5 separate regions of the Mus musculus genome follow, and regions 1, 2, 4 and 5 are each linked to region 3. A link is a contact called in public HiChIP or PLAC-seq and Micro-C data. All regions are on one chromosome and are shown on one strand. The core of a region is the stretch at or near the end of the contact, and the rest is flanking DNA. Distances in the headings are between cores, read along the strand shown.

Evidence for each region. Hi-C and Micro-C count contacts between places; a contact is called where the count stands out from the background. HiChIP or PLAC-seq counts read pairs in DNA pulled down with a chosen protein or histone mark.
Region 1: a contact with region 3 is called in an H3K27ac HiChIP or PLAC-seq map of epiblast stem cells. The contact joins the promoter of Arhgef11 here to the enhancer-like site in region 3. A contact is called at or near these places in 3 of 39 promoter capture datasets (the C10 cell line, hippocampal neurons and neural stem cells), 1 of 484 Hi-C or Micro-C datasets (muscle stem cells), 5 of 115 datasets of contacts at active chromatin or transcription factors (bone marrow-derived macrophages, cardiomyocytes, epiblast stem cells and 2 more) and 3 of 9 other capture datasets (adipose tissue, liver and macrophages).
Region 2: an H3K27ac HiChIP or PLAC-seq map of differentiating embryonic stem cells shows a contact between it and region 3, with 2.7 times the contacts expected there. The contact joins the promoter of Etv3l here to the enhancer-like site in region 3. A contact is called at or near these places in 1 of 39 promoter capture datasets (the C10 cell line) and 8 of 115 datasets of contacts at active chromatin or transcription factors (cardiomyocytes, differentiating embryonic stem cells, embryonic fibroblasts and 3 more).
Region 4: a contact with region 3 is called in an H3K27ac HiChIP or PLAC-seq map of trophoblast stem cells, with 3 times the contacts expected there. The contact joins two enhancer-like sites. A contact is called at or near these places in 10 of 115 datasets of contacts at active chromatin or transcription factors (astrocytes, bone marrow-derived macrophages, embryonic stem cells and 4 more).
Region 5: a contact with region 3 is called in a Micro-C map of embryonic stem cells, with 3 times the contacts expected there. The contact joins two enhancer-like sites. A contact is called at or near these places in 2 of 484 Hi-C or Micro-C datasets (both in embryonic stem cells) and 1 of 115 datasets of contacts at active chromatin or transcription factors (embryonic stem cells).

The regions. Positions count from the first base shown.
Region 1 is chr3:87,616,305-87,619,004 of GRCm38.p6, forward strand. It overlaps Arhgef11 (Rho guanine nucleotide exchange factor (GEF) 11), which reads left to right and starts at 1,255. Exons shown (of 40, transcript NM_001003912.2): 1 at 1,255-2,488. The coding sequence starts at 2,457.
Region 2 is chr3:87,548,735-87,551,434 of GRCm38.p6, forward strand. It overlaps Etv3l (ets variant 3-like), which reads left to right and starts at 1,323. Exons shown (of 6, transcript NM_001370856.1): 1 at 1,323-1,501.
Region 3 is chr3:87,149,196-87,151,895 of GRCm38.p6, forward strand. All of the region lies in intron 1 of Kirrel (kirre like nephrin family adhesion molecule 1), which reads right to left. Among named protein-coding and RNA genes, the nearest start is that of Kirrel, 24 kb to the right of the region's middle. RefSeq lists an enhancer at 357-2,700. Within about 2 kb of position 1,271, at least 224 of the 459 cell types and tissues checked have an H3K27ac peak or open chromatin away from gene starts, as enhancers often do. A contact at or near this core is called in adipose tissue, differentiating embryonic stem cells, embryonic fibroblasts and 8 more, where this site is marked.
Region 4 is chr3:87,507,874-87,510,573 of GRCm38.p6, forward strand. The region is part of intron 1 of Gm40085 (predicted gene, 40085); the gene reads right to left. Among named protein-coding and RNA genes, the nearest start is that of Gm40085, 3.4 kb to the right of the region's middle. Within about 2 kb of position 1,353, at least 84 of the 459 cell types and tissues checked have an H3K27ac peak or open chromatin away from gene starts, as enhancers often do. A contact at or near this core is called in pancreatic cancer cells and trophoblast stem cells, where this site is marked.
Region 5 is chr3:86,844,317-86,847,016 of GRCm38.p6, forward strand. The region is part of intron 2 of Dclk2 (doublecortin-like kinase 2); the gene reads right to left. Among named protein-coding and RNA genes, the nearest start is that of Gm46810, 15 kb to the left of the region's middle. Within about 2 kb of position 1,440, at least 98 of the 459 cell types and tissues checked have an H3K27ac peak or open chromatin away from gene starts, as enhancers often do. A contact at or near this core is called in embryonic stem cells, where this site is marked.

The DNA of each region.
Region 1 (2,700 bases), core at 5-2,504, 470 kb after region 3:
AGGATTTCTCTCCAAGAGAGAAGGTTCTGAGTGGAAACTGCTACCCAGCAACCCCCTAGAACACACATAAAGAGGCTGAGTTTGGGTGGCTGTGAACTTGCTCTCACAATGCTGAGAAGGGTAAGAGGGTGGCACTTACTCACCAGCCATTCTTGGCCTACTCAGCAAGCTGGGGCTGTGGAGAGAGACCAGGCTCCAGAGAAGGGGTGAGGTTGTTTGGCATTTGAGGAAGAATGCCACCCACACTTGTCCTCTGGGCTCCACAAGCACACCTGTGGAAGAGCGCAGCAATTGTTAAGGTTCAGATGGCAAGCACTCAGAAATTTCAAGAAGTTGTTTCAAGAGTCACAGTGCTGCTCCCCACGGTTATAGAAACAATATCAACTCCAATAGCTCTAGTGGTAGAGGTCAGTAGTCCACCGTCCTCATCCATGCGGAGATGGGTTTTTGCTGGTGCCTCTGCCTTTAGGGGTTTGTACTCCTAGAAGTAACCCCAATAAATCCACTGGCTGTTGAGAACAGGCTTCAGTAAAACTGTTGGTGCACTATCTAATGTTAACAGATGTCTGGTCTCACCAGGAAGTCACATATTACACACACACACACACAAAATAACAAAGTGTATTCATCAACCTGTACTGGAAAAGTCTCCTTTTTACTTCAATCTTTACTTCTGACTTCCGACAGTTACTTGAAGAGATTTAGAAACCGTGATTTCACGAAGGGGGTGTGTGTCATCGAAATAACATTGCCCTGCAAAGGCTTTTGCATTGAAATTAAAAGGCAGAGCCATACAAGATACCCAAGCTAAATCGAGTACAGCCGCGAGGGGAGAGACGGTGGGTGCTCAGAGGGGCGAGGGCACAGCTAAGAGGGTTCCTGGTAACTTGGAAAGGAGCGCGACAAATGAGTGAAAACGGGCAGAGGAGGACGGGACCGCAGCGAGAGCGCAGACAGAGGCGCGGCCAGCGGACACTGCGGAAACAAAGGTCGAGTCTCTGGGACAGCAGCACCGGGAGCAGCTAGGCCGCAGCGCGCGGACCGGGGGCGCGCGGGGCTGTGAAAGGGCGGGCGGCGCCAAGGAGGAGCCAGCGGCCGGCCCGGGCGAGCGGAGTCCGCCGTGGCGGGGCTGTGGCGAGGCGGGGCGAGGCGGGGCGGTGGCGGGGCGGGGCGGAGCGGGGGTGGGGCGGAGCCGGCCGGCGGCAGCGGGCTTGGCCTTAGCGAGCGAGCGCGCGCGGGGGCGGGGCCGGAAGCGCAGCGGCCGCGACGCGGACGCCGGGAGCGGCCGAGCGGGGAGGCTGTGGCTGGCGGGCGGGTGGGCACGGAGGCCGAGGCCGCGGCCCGGGCTCTCCGCGCCGCTGTGGAGGGCGCCCTGGCCCTAACCGAGCCGCAACAATACTAGGAGCGGGTCGCCGGACACGATCGGCGGGCGAGGGGGAAGCGGGACTACCGCTCCAGAGCGCTGCGGCGAGAGAGACTTTCGGAGCCTGGACGTGCTGGAGCACACAGAGCTGACTGAGGAAATTGTCTGAGAAAAAGGCCGATCTGAGGCTGGGTTAGGTGGAGGAACCTGCAAGTCGAAAGGGAAAAGAAGGTTTAAGATTTCCTGGGGGTTTGGCCAATGCTACCGTTTTGAAGGTAGAAAGCATTGCGCTTCAGGTGTTTTGTGATTGTTGTGTGTGTGTCTGCACAATTGGTTCATTTCAGAATTCAAAAACCTTTACTGTAGAAGAAGATGGTTGTTTTGTTTTGATTTTTAAAAGAAATCCGCAAATTTTGCTTCCCAGGGCTGCACTGGACCGTGTTGTGTACATACTGCTGTGTGGTTTTATTTATTTTAACTGTGCAAATCGTCTGGAAGATTTTTCTCCCAAGTGCCATTTCGGATTTGTTCAGCCTTTTTGTTTTGTTTTGTTTTGTTTTTGTTTTTCCTTCCCTGGAATAATTCTGCTGTTGGCATTTTAAGCATTTGGAAACCAGAGATTTTTTTTTTCAACCTTTGGAGCTTAAGGCTTCCCTGTCAACAGAAGGACAGCTGGGGAAACTGGATTGAAAGGATGGCTTTTATCTGTCTGCAACTAAGACTGATATTTTGAAGTCAGATTCTTTCTGTGGTTCAGTTTTTAGCCCGTAGGGCTAACCTTGAAGAGATTTGTGGTTAACAGTTTGGTTTCTAAGAAGGTCATAGTTTTTCCTCTCTTTTTTTCTTTTCATTTTCTTTTTTAAGACGAGGGAGGGGAAGGTTAAGGGTGAAGGAAGGAGGAGACCATGTTAACCGATAGAAGCAGAATAGCACTGCAGTTACCAGGGTCCTGACAGCTGGAAGAAACAAGGATTCAGTCTTCAACTTGGGAGGCCTTCCTCTCACCTTCCTTCAAAATTGCAAGGGACTCAGGCCTGATCAAGACGCCCAAAGAAACTACAGGATTCCAGAACTGTGGAGACACGGAGAAACCATGAGCATACGGTTGCCCCATAGTATAGACAGGTATGTTTAAATAATTGAGGATTTTTTTTTTCCAACACTTATTAAAATGACTGGGGGGGAAGTGTTGTGTTTGCCTGGCTGGGCTGTGGGATAGATAGGCTGTGGTCTATGAGGACTGTCAGTGTGTCAGTATATATGTTTCTGTACCCTCGGTGTGTGTTCATGTTCAAAATGTACCCCATAGTTGTGTGTCCTTTCTAACCAGTAAGCAG
Region 2 (2,700 bases), core at 73-2,572, 400 kb after region 3:
TGGTGGACAGGAGGCCCAGGCTTCAAACTCTTAAGTGAATGAGCGTAGGTGGGTGATGGCGAGCAAGGGGCAGGCCAGCCTGCTGCACTGCAGACCCAGCACCTACGACAGACAGCAGGATGCTAACTACATCTCCTCTTCCCTTCACCGTGTGTCTCCTCTTGCCCATCACTGTGCGAGGTTACCCTTCCTGCATGGCTCTGGCCTACGGAGCCCTGCCTTCACCAGGACCCTCCCTCCCTCCCTGAGGCCCAGCTCTTGTCTTCCATCAATCAGCCCCTCTCCCACCTGTCCATCACGCTAGCTTCGGTTGATTTAACCAGAAAACAAGCCCAGAATGTAATTCCGTGCCCTCCATCCCATCTCCATCAGCTCAGAAGGCAGTATGCTGAGGGGTGGGGGCATGGCCTCCCAGAGTCAGTGAAGACAGGAAAATCATACTGATACCAACAACATCCATCAGCCTTCTCCCTGCTTGGGGCTGGAAAGCTGAACACAGCCCTGACAGGCTCCAGGGTGGCTTGGTCCCAGGTATCAACCTGAGATCCTGTTCCTTAGGCATCTCAGCTAAGTTCTCATCTCCTCCCCAAGATGTCCTGGGAATTCTAGCCCTTATCTTGTTCCTCACTGAGCTGTCTGATACTCCTGTAGTCACTGTCTCCTAACTGGCTTAGTCTTTAGTTGGAAGTTCTTCCTGTTGTCTAACTTCAAGTCAAATTAGTAAGGTCTTAAAAAAATTTTTTTAATCTCTAGAACCATAAGAGAGTAAACATATTATGTGCCTTTAAATCTTTAGAAAAATGACCTTGAGTAACTATCATGTGGAAGATGGGACTCACTGGTGGAAGAATTTGCCTAGCCATGTCTCCAGTACTAAGGAGTAAGTAAAAAATAATATACTTTAAAATATATTTCATCTATATCATTTTATTCTAGCCAAAGAAGGAAAGTTACAGGTTGTGACAATCTGGCACTAGTGAGTGAGTGAGTGAGTGAGTGAGTGAGTGAGTGAGTGAGTGAGTGAGTGAGTCAGTGAGTCAGTGAGTGAGTGAGTGAGAGCGCATCTCAAGCAAAGGCTGGAGTCACGTTTAAGTCTGGGAGGTATGAGGTCAGTTTTTAGATCTGAACTCCGATCTCCACAGAATGCTACACAAGAAAGAATGGATGGCTAGACAACTCGCAGGACGTCCCAGCAGGTCAGTAACCTTGAGAAGAATTGAAAAGGAGGAAGTGTCCCTAGCAGGTACTTTAGGAGCCAGCCACCCCACAGGAAGAGCCCCTACTCTGCTGCAAGGTGGACACATGTGTGGGGTGTCTGTATAAGGCATCGAGCCGTGCCACTGGCTCTCAAAGGGTTAATGGTGCTGTCTGCAAACGACCTTGGCTCCCCTGGGAGCTTGGAGATCCCCGCTCTCATTTTAAGTAACCCTAACGCGATGAGCAAGGGCAAGGAGCGAGTCAGAAGGAACCAGACTGCGCGCAGAATTGATGATCCAAAGCGGTAAGCCATCCTGGCAGGTCTGAGACGGGGGCTCCTCTGTGCACCCGGATATGGAGCCAGTTATGGGACAGTTGGGAAGTGGGGCGGAAGGAGCTGAAGCCCACAGGTGTGGCGAGGCTTTTCTTTCTCCAGAGGAATGGCACAGAGCTGGAGTTGTGTGCTCAGGGCAGAGAGCTTTCCGGCATCTGTGGGAGGATGTCACAGGGACACTGGTTCAGTGTAGCAGGGAGTTCTTCTATGAAGGTGGGGCCAGTATCTACTATCTGGAACAGACAAGACTCTGGGGTGAATGATGAGCAAATAACCAAGCTCTCAGCCAACTTCTCATCCTGCTAGCCTTGTGGGTCCTTAGGAGCCATGCCCCTGCCCAGGCTCATTGCTCCAGGGCACGGGTTGGGGTGGGGGTGGGGGTTTCGGGGGACGACGATAGTCGGGTCGGTCGGGGGTAAAAGGCCAGTTGTTGAGGCTGACTGGGGAGCAGATGGAGGCAGCCGAGTTGGGGAGCATCACGGAGTGGGTGGAGACAGGACAGAGAATTCCTCCTGAGCCTGGCAGGATGAACTAAAGGGATGCATGCCTCTGGTGGGGCAAGAGGGTTCTGCTCCATCCACCTGCCCCTCTTCCTTTCTCACACCGTTTCCCAAAGTACTAGGGCCAAGAATCCTGACGTATGAGAGCCCTTATGGTAGTGAGCACAGATGCAGGCTAGAGAGGCAGGTGCGATGCCAAGAGAAAGTTTCAAACTCTCTCCAAGCCCTGGGTCAGGGTCGGGGTGGAGGGGGTTTGATCTCTCTGGCTTTGTCAAAGGACAGTGGAGCCTCCTGGGCATAGAGACTCAAGCACAGAATCAGCTGAGAGAGCTTCAGACTTGATAGAAAGTGAAGGGCTCAGGTCTAGCCTGGAGGTCTGGGCTAGATGTAGACACGGGATTGGTTTTTATGGACGGAGGCCTTGGATGCTGGGATGCAGGGTTGCGGGCTACCTCTGCTTGCTGCCGGGTTTTCCGGCTGATCTAACGCCCTGCCCTGGGCAGTGATGAGCTCACCCAGCTCAACTGTTTGCTGGAACTTTCATCTCCTGCCTGCCTTGCCCTGCTGCCCCCTTAGTGCCTGCTGCACGGGATTTCTTGTTCCTGGTGGGGAGACTAAGGGCCGGGGTGGGATGTTCGGGAGGCTTCCCTAAGGAACATTGGATAAGAA
Region 3 (2,700 bases), core at 21-2,520:
GTACCTGGAGAGTCAAAACCAGAGGAGTGAAGCAGCCAAGAGGAAAGTGCACAGCACGGAGCCAGTCGGGTGGCTTCTGCTCTCTCAGTGAACCCTGGGTCGTGGTCACCGAGAATGGGGACACAGTTGGAAGAATGAAAATATCTCATATTTCTCATTCCCAAAACGGACAGCTCTGGGACACAGCGTTTCTGACCCAATGATTGAGGCTTTGATTGAGATGGCAGCCCACACTGGTCATTTTTAGGCTGTTGAGGTTGGGTCCACAACCTTCTAGGCTCAGCCCATGTCCCAGAATGGGTAGCGACAGCAAGAATCACAGCGGATATGGGCTGCTGCTTCTTCCTCCTCAGACCCACAATTCCTCCGCTCTCGAGGCAGCCCTATCATCAGCTGTAATGAAACACGGATCTCAGTCATCTACCGTCTATCACGCCACACCAGCAGGGGTGTGGGCCACACTGAGGTCAGTTCTGATTGGCGCTGGAACTCGTGGTGGAGAATTTTTAGCAGCAACTATTATCCTATAGGGAAGATAGCACACACACACACACACACACACACACACACACACACACACATACATACATACACGGTTTTCATCTTCTCAGAGTACATGTTACATGACAGCATAAATTGCTGAGCTGGAGGACAAACCAGACTGTGTACTGAACATTCATTACAGAGACTCGACAAATGGATAATCTAACCCCCCAGGACAGGGATGTTAACTCAACAAGGTTGCTATTCTTCCCAATTGTGTGTGTGTGTGTGTGTGTGTGTGTGTGTGTGTGTGTGTGTGTGTGTGTGTACACTTACTGTAGAGCAGCTGCTCTGACACTCCACTATGAGGTTAATAACATAACCAAGCCACATTCTGTCTCCTGAAGATCAGAGAGCACCGGGCAGTAAACAGCTCACTCTAGTTCAGCAGGGACAGAATCTACAGAGGTACAGGCAGTTGCTCTGGAAGCCCAAGGGGATGGAGCAGTTATTCTTTGGGAAACTGAGAGGGCTCCCTGGAGGGCTTGCAAAACGCATCTGGATGGCAGACTGGGCAGAGGCGGCCTGGACTGCCCTGCGCAGGACACGGAGGGGAGACATGCAAACAGACCCCTACAGCCTAGTGACTTAGGAGGGATCTCATCCCAGGTGAGGCAAAGCACAAGCCTCAGGGGTGTCTAGACAGACAGACAGACACTCCTGCCCACTGCTTGCAGCCACCCCTATCTCCTCTTAGTGAGCTTCTTCTTAAGGAACTTTCCTCTCACTGAGAGCTGAAAGAAAGAAAAAAATTCACCCTGGGAACAAATTCCTGTGCGAGTCCACAACAGTTTATTTTCAACTTCAAAATTACTCAATTCAGCACTAATTTTTCTGGGATTCCCACATCTGGGGACTTTTTCTTTGGGAAGATTGTTACAGTGGGGGCTTTTGTTTCAGCCGGCCGCCCCTCTAAACTCTTTTAATTGAGCCTGTTTTAAAACAAAGGGAAAAGAATCAGGAGAGGAGGCAGCTCCCTTTGCCTCCAGCCCCTTGCCCCAGCTCTGCGGTTAACACTCAGCAATGATCCTACAAGCCTGGAATCTGAGGAATTTCCTGCCTGTGCTCCCTGGAAGAGCCGAGAGAGAACCTAGCAATTAGGCCTCCAGTTTCCATTCCTGCCTTCTTCCACCACAGCCAGTGGACTGAGCGAAAAGCTGGTGGAGGGCCTGGGAGGACCGCATCTGTACGGTCCTGCGGCTGAGACAGCGGTGCCCAAGGTTACTCTCTCCTTCCTTTCTCGCCGATCAATCACATCTTTTCCTTTGTCTGCCTGAGAGAGTGGGAACAGTAAGGGACACGAAGAGTTGTAATCCTTCCCGAAGCCATCTTGTTTCTCTGCAGTGTTTCTCTCCCCTCAACACCACAGGAGTCCAGGCACTCCGAGGCTGCCCACCCCATCCTCTGGGGCTATTGTCATTCGCCCTAAGCCCACATGCTCGTCACGGGTCTGTTCCAGGGAGCGGGTCACAGGACTGCCTGCCCCAGGCAGTATGTCTGCCTAAGGGATTTCTAAGAGGCAGGTTAGAGGCTGTGGACCTCTGTATTTTGGTTCAACTTAGAGACAGAGAGGCAAGAAGATGAAAGGCATTCCCAGGTTGTCTGAAGGAACCACACACAGGTTTTGTGGGTGCTGCAGCAGCTGTGTGTAGCAGAAGCAAATTTTTCTTTTAATTATGTTTAGCTCCGGCTAACATTGAAATCAGGTCCTATGTTCTCTCAACTTATCAATTGGTGGCTGGATTCCAGGTACTAGGGCAAAAGCAGCCTGGGACTTAAAAACTTGCCACAAATAGTTCCCAAACTGGCCAAGCCAATCCCTTAGCAGGGCCTGCTAGGCCACATCTGTGTGGCCTCCTGCCAGAGTGCTGTCCCCCACTTCCCTACCCCTGTAGACTCTAGAGATCCCTGCAGTCCAGGGTCCTGCTGGCAGCACTTCCTCATTCTAGCTGTCTCACAGCACTGTATCCCTAGCTTATATGGAACCTACTTTACAGCAAAGGGTATTCTGAAACCCCTGATCCTCCTGACTCAGCATCTCGTGCTGAGTGGGAACTAGACCTAGCTAATTGTCTCATTCTTATAATGCATGTATTTTTATTTTATGTGCATTGGTATTTTGCCTGCATGTGTCTATGTGTGGTGTCAGAATCCCGG
Region 4 (2,700 bases), core at 103-2,602, 360 kb after region 3:
AGTGAAGAGAGTAAGGGAGAAAAAAAAGAAAGAAACGATTGTCCATGTGTGACCCAAACTCAGACCAAGCTTAGCTGTCACGGTTACATTCTGAGGGGTCAAACTCGAGAAAAAGCGGTTATTGTGATAAGGTTTAGGGCATGCATAACCTGTGGCTGCGCCTGTCTTGACCGTGGTCCGTGAGGCCACGCTGTACCTTTAGTTTCGTACACTGTGTTCTTGTTCACAATCCAGAAGAATAAATTGGGTGTTTCTGAGATTTTAATCTCCCTCCTTAGGGTTATTTCTAGGTAAATCCCCAGGTGTCCACTGAGGTGTGAATGCTTTTAGAATCCTCTTACTCGATAGTGACAACTGTATATCTCACTACTGAATCACTTCGATGACTGCCAGTAAACCGGGACATTCTCTGGCCACATCTTCTGATTGTAAGTTACCTACACATATCACTGGGTGGCTCCACCTTCCTCCACCTGCTGGCTGTACAGAGTCCAGTCCAATCACAGGGCTAGTGACTGAGCATGCAGAATACTCCACTAGGGGGCGGTAGAGGCTCGGGGATTCCCTTCTATAACACCCTTCCGCTTCTTTTTTCTAAAGATCCAGACTCCAGTCCACCCAGGGTTTCCCTCACAGTCATTATTCCTCTTTGCATCATTTTTACCTCTGCTCTAGAACAGGCGCTGGAAGAGCCTACCCTCTAAGAAGAGGTTTAGAGAGTAAGTGGCCTAGAGGGTGGCATGGCTGGCTGATGGGACGGGGAATGTGCTCTGTCACCAGTGTTTTCTGCTTCGTCCTCCCCAAGGGCTATCGCTGGCTCTTGTTCGTCCCCTGCTGCGTTTGCTGCCGGAGGTCCCCAGAGGCTCATTTAGAGCCAGAGAGCTAAGTGAGGCATGGGTAAGAACAGAGACTGAGAGATTAAGTAAGAGTCCTGGAAGAAGAGGCTCTTGATCAACCGCCCAATTAATAGGGTCATTCCTTCCAACGCAGCCTCGCTAAGGAGAAACAGCGCCAAAAAAGACCAGTTTCCAGACACCCTCCTTCTTGCCCATGATAGGTCAGAATTGGGCCACACGTGGACTGTGCGCACAAACCTAGTTTCTCTAGGACAACTGGATTTCCGTAAGCACGGAGGATGAAATGCTCGTGTCTCCTTACCAGCCCCAGGATTTCGGATGACACGAGTGTTCAACTCAGGAAAGTCAACCATCCTATCTCACGGCATGGACAGGGACCAGGGCCAACCAAAGCAAGGCCTGGGAGACAAAAGGTGGAGCAGTCTCTCTCTCCTGTCGCCCTCTAGCTCCACTTCCTTCCCCTGAACTTGGCCTTGCCCTCCAGCCTCAGGGACCCAAGTCCCCAAGTCCAGATAAGTAGAGGTCAGAGTGTGTCCCCAGCTGACCAGGGAAACAGGCCTCTCCCCTGAACTTTGGTCTTGCTTAGTACCTGGGCAGCAGCCAAGAGTCAGGCTTTCCCTCTCCCAACTCAGACTTCCTGCTACTGCGGGCTGGGGAAATCCCAGACGCTAAACTGTGCCTCCCCACCCAGAGGCCAGGTCCTGAAGGCAGGGAGGGTTGGCAGGGAAGGGCCCTGGGAGATGTGGGTTCTAGGGATTACAGGAACCAAGGGAAAGGAAACCCAAGATGAAGATAGTTGGCCTCCTTCACTCCTTGTTCTTATGAGGATTTGACCAGTGCCAGCCACCTCAGGGGAGACCACTGAGAGCTGCTGAGGGCCAGTAGAGGGAGAGGGAGACGGCTGGGAAACACAGGGAGAGAATGATGTCTATTGAGGAAAAAAAGATCCAGACTGGCTGAGATGAGGGACCCTCGTTCCCCACACTGGGAGCTGGTCCCTCCTGGAGTAGGGGGAGGGGAGTGTCATTTACATGGAAGCCCCTCACCCACCCACCCCTCCCCCACTCCAGAGTAGCTGGGCTGTGGAATGGCCCTGTGCATGTGACAGGCTATTCTTTATCCTTTTCTGTATAGATTTGGGTCTGGACCTTCACAGCAGCTGTGATAGGCTTTCTCCCATGCTCCTGAGATGCATCAGTGGACTGTAGCCCAGCTAAGACCAGCAGTCTTCTGCTCCATTCCCCACTGCTTGGCAGTTACTGCCCTTCCTGGCCAAAGTGAATCCAGGACAGACACCTGGACCTTGGGTCATAAGTCAGTTCATGGGTAAGAGACTGAGAAACTTCCTTTCACAGTATAGAAGCCTAGCTCCATCTCCCTACACTGAACCCATCTGAAACCTACCTTCATCCTCCCTTCCCTTCCTCCTGGAAAAAGCCAGTCTGGAAGCCTCCATACCACCTGTGGTACCCAGTCCAGGCGGATGGCAAGCCCCTTTGGCCCCCAGAGCCTCACCACTAGTCTCCACACCTTCCAGGGGTCAGCTGGTGTCAGGTGCCAGTTCTGGAGAGATGAGTAAGACACCAGCCTCGCCCTTGGAGGGGGTTACCACAGCACAGCGAAAGTACTTTGCCAGGAGCACAAAGGGCTTCATCGGTGAGAACCGTAGCTCTAATTTGGGGCTAAGCAATGCAGTCTGCCCTGTTTCTGTCTGTCCTCTCTGAAGGGAATGCGGGGCTGGCTCTCTGGCTGCCGGCTGAGTGGTCTCACACAAGTGTCCCCCACTCCCCGTGACCTGTAGGATTCGGGAGGATTAGATTTCAGTGCCAGCACTGTTAGCTCT
Region 5 (2,700 bases), core at 190-2,689, 300 kb before region 3:
CATTTTAACTGAGTATGTGGGTGGGAACGGGGGAGGTAGCTCCTGAAATCAAAAGCTTTCAATATCAGAGTCCTTCTATATGGCTGCTTCCACTGAATACCTTACATTTTTAAAAAGAATTGTACCTTATTTCTAAAAATGACTTGAAAAATCTCAAACAGGAAGCCCAATATATTTATATTGAAACTGAAATCACCATGTGGCCTTTTAATAGAGCTGTACTGACATCAATGTGCAGTCTTCTGTAAACATGCAATGAGTGAATAAAATAATAGAGGAAAACTGCATTTCATTCTGATCCCCCAAGCAACAGTTTATTACATGACTCTTCTGTTTTGTAAATATTTAGAGAAACAGCTTCCACACGTCAAGGAAACTCTAGGTAGGAGAGTTTTGACATAAAGGATAAGCCTCAGTGCCATTTTAATTTACAGTGCTAGCAAAGGGAGCCACTTGCATTAGATTGCCCACCTCGGTGTTTGAGACCCTGAAAACCAGCAGATTACTTCATTGAAACATTATCTTACACACACACACACACACACACACACACACACACACACACACAGAGAGAGACAGACAGACAGACAGATTTGTTTTGTTTAAATCAATTCTACTAGAATAGCTTTTTTTTTTTTTTTTTTTAAAGGTACAGGGAAATGGGGGACGGGGAACTTCCCTAGCTTGTCTGCGACATGAATCCCATCTTCAACACTTTGGGAAAAGGGGGTTGGGTGGAGACAGGAGAACCAAATATGAAATTTGAAATAAATAAAGAGTAAGTCATTTCGTCCTCCAAAATTCAAGAAACACAAAGTCAGTAAGCAGACGCTGGGATTCTCCCCAACTCTTTAGCCCCGACAAGGAATACAATTAGCATACATTGCCTGCTTTGTTCTCAGTGAATGCTGGCTGCGCTTTCCACAACAAGCTACTTAGAATAGCAATGTTTTTCAGTTTCCTGTAAATCCATTCAGCCAAGCACATAGATCCTGCGGTTGCCATAGAAACAGAACCAAAGCTCAAAGGCAGCAGCACTTACAGTAAAAGGCATCTCAATGGCACCTGCAGACAGTCCCTACACCCCTGCGTTTAAATCTTGTCTGTTAAAAAAATAAAATAAAATAAAATAAAAACAACAAAAACTGGATTTCAGCTTTATTTTCCTACTGCTCCCACCAATCACAACTAATCATAGGGTTTTACAACCAAACATTTGATTTCATAAAATGTTTCTTTCCGTCAACAGACAAAAGACCTTAAACTTTTAAAGCTACCAAATGATACTTTCTAGGAGAGACAATGGCCTTATAAAAGAAGAAAATGTCTAAGATAATTTGACTGCTAGTATTAAAGCAGAAAAAGCTGTCCAATGTACTCTAGGGCTTTCTAAGGAACAGAAGCCACAGCAAAATTCCAGATGAAGTCAGACAAGGAAATGGGAAGTCAGCCTACTGAGCCAGCCCTCCTGTGACTCCACCCTCTGTGTCTTGCTGTGACTCTAGGGACTAGGGGACCAAATGTTTCTAAGCAGATGTAACAGCACCTTGCATGAAGACTTTCTAGGGCTCAAGTCATTCCAAATAATAAACAAACAAACAAATAAAAAGAAACTATGTTACGAAAAGGGCAATGGAACCACAGCTCAAGGTGGTAACTGTCTAAAACTGGTCTATTTGCAACAGATGAGGTAAGGGAACATCCATGGGGGAAAAGGACACACTTTACACAAGGAATCTCATTCTCACTAACTTTCTCTTAGCCACCAGGACAATCTTACCAAGGACTCACGTGCCCATTTACCTAAAAGGGGCTTAACATGGCTCAAAAGGTTAAGCAAAATGTTCCAAGTCACAGAGCCAGCTGAGGAGACTTCTCGCTAGACCACATGCTGTTTCCCTAAAGAGAAGTATTAACTGTGATTTACAACCTCCAAGAAAACATAAAAGAGCTTATGAAATAAGTCAGCAGCTTTTATACTTGTCTAAAATCCAAACAACTGGGCCATTTTTCTGTCTTTTATGAAATAAGTGAATGGCAACGATGTAATCTTATACCTAGGAATTTTTTTTTTTAAAGGATCGACTTCTAAGTAATGTTTTAAGGTCATTACAAGTTCAGGCCAACTTCTTATGCTTTAGGGAATAGTGAATATGTTCTGAAATTGATATCTTCAAACAAATTGGCTAACTCTCTTGAAACAAATTATAAACACAAGTTTCAATCATATGGTTTTAAAATAGGACTCCACTTGTTGCCAGACTAAAAATACTAAATGTATCAATATGTGCTAATGAATACTATGATCTCTACATATTTTAAAAACAGGCAGAACCTGCAGGATTTTTCAGGAATTGATTCTCTGCACATAGAAATCACATCAGCTTACACTCTGGTATCAGCATGGCATCACCACACGTGATCACACTCAAGAGAAGTAAGAGCCTTAGAATCGTTAATTAAGATGATATGGAGAAACCTGATCAATTAATCCTTAATTATTCTGGAAAATGAAAGTCCTCAACACTGCCAGCACAAACGTTGTTACTATCCTTAATTGTTCTGTGGCATTTAGGTTCTAAAACACGATGTATCTGAAAGGGGTCAGGTCGTCTTTTACTTTTTTGTTCTCCTCTCTAAATAAAATTGGTGCTCTCCTTTCTTGAGTTATTCTTTGAACTTACATTCTGGCATCAAGAA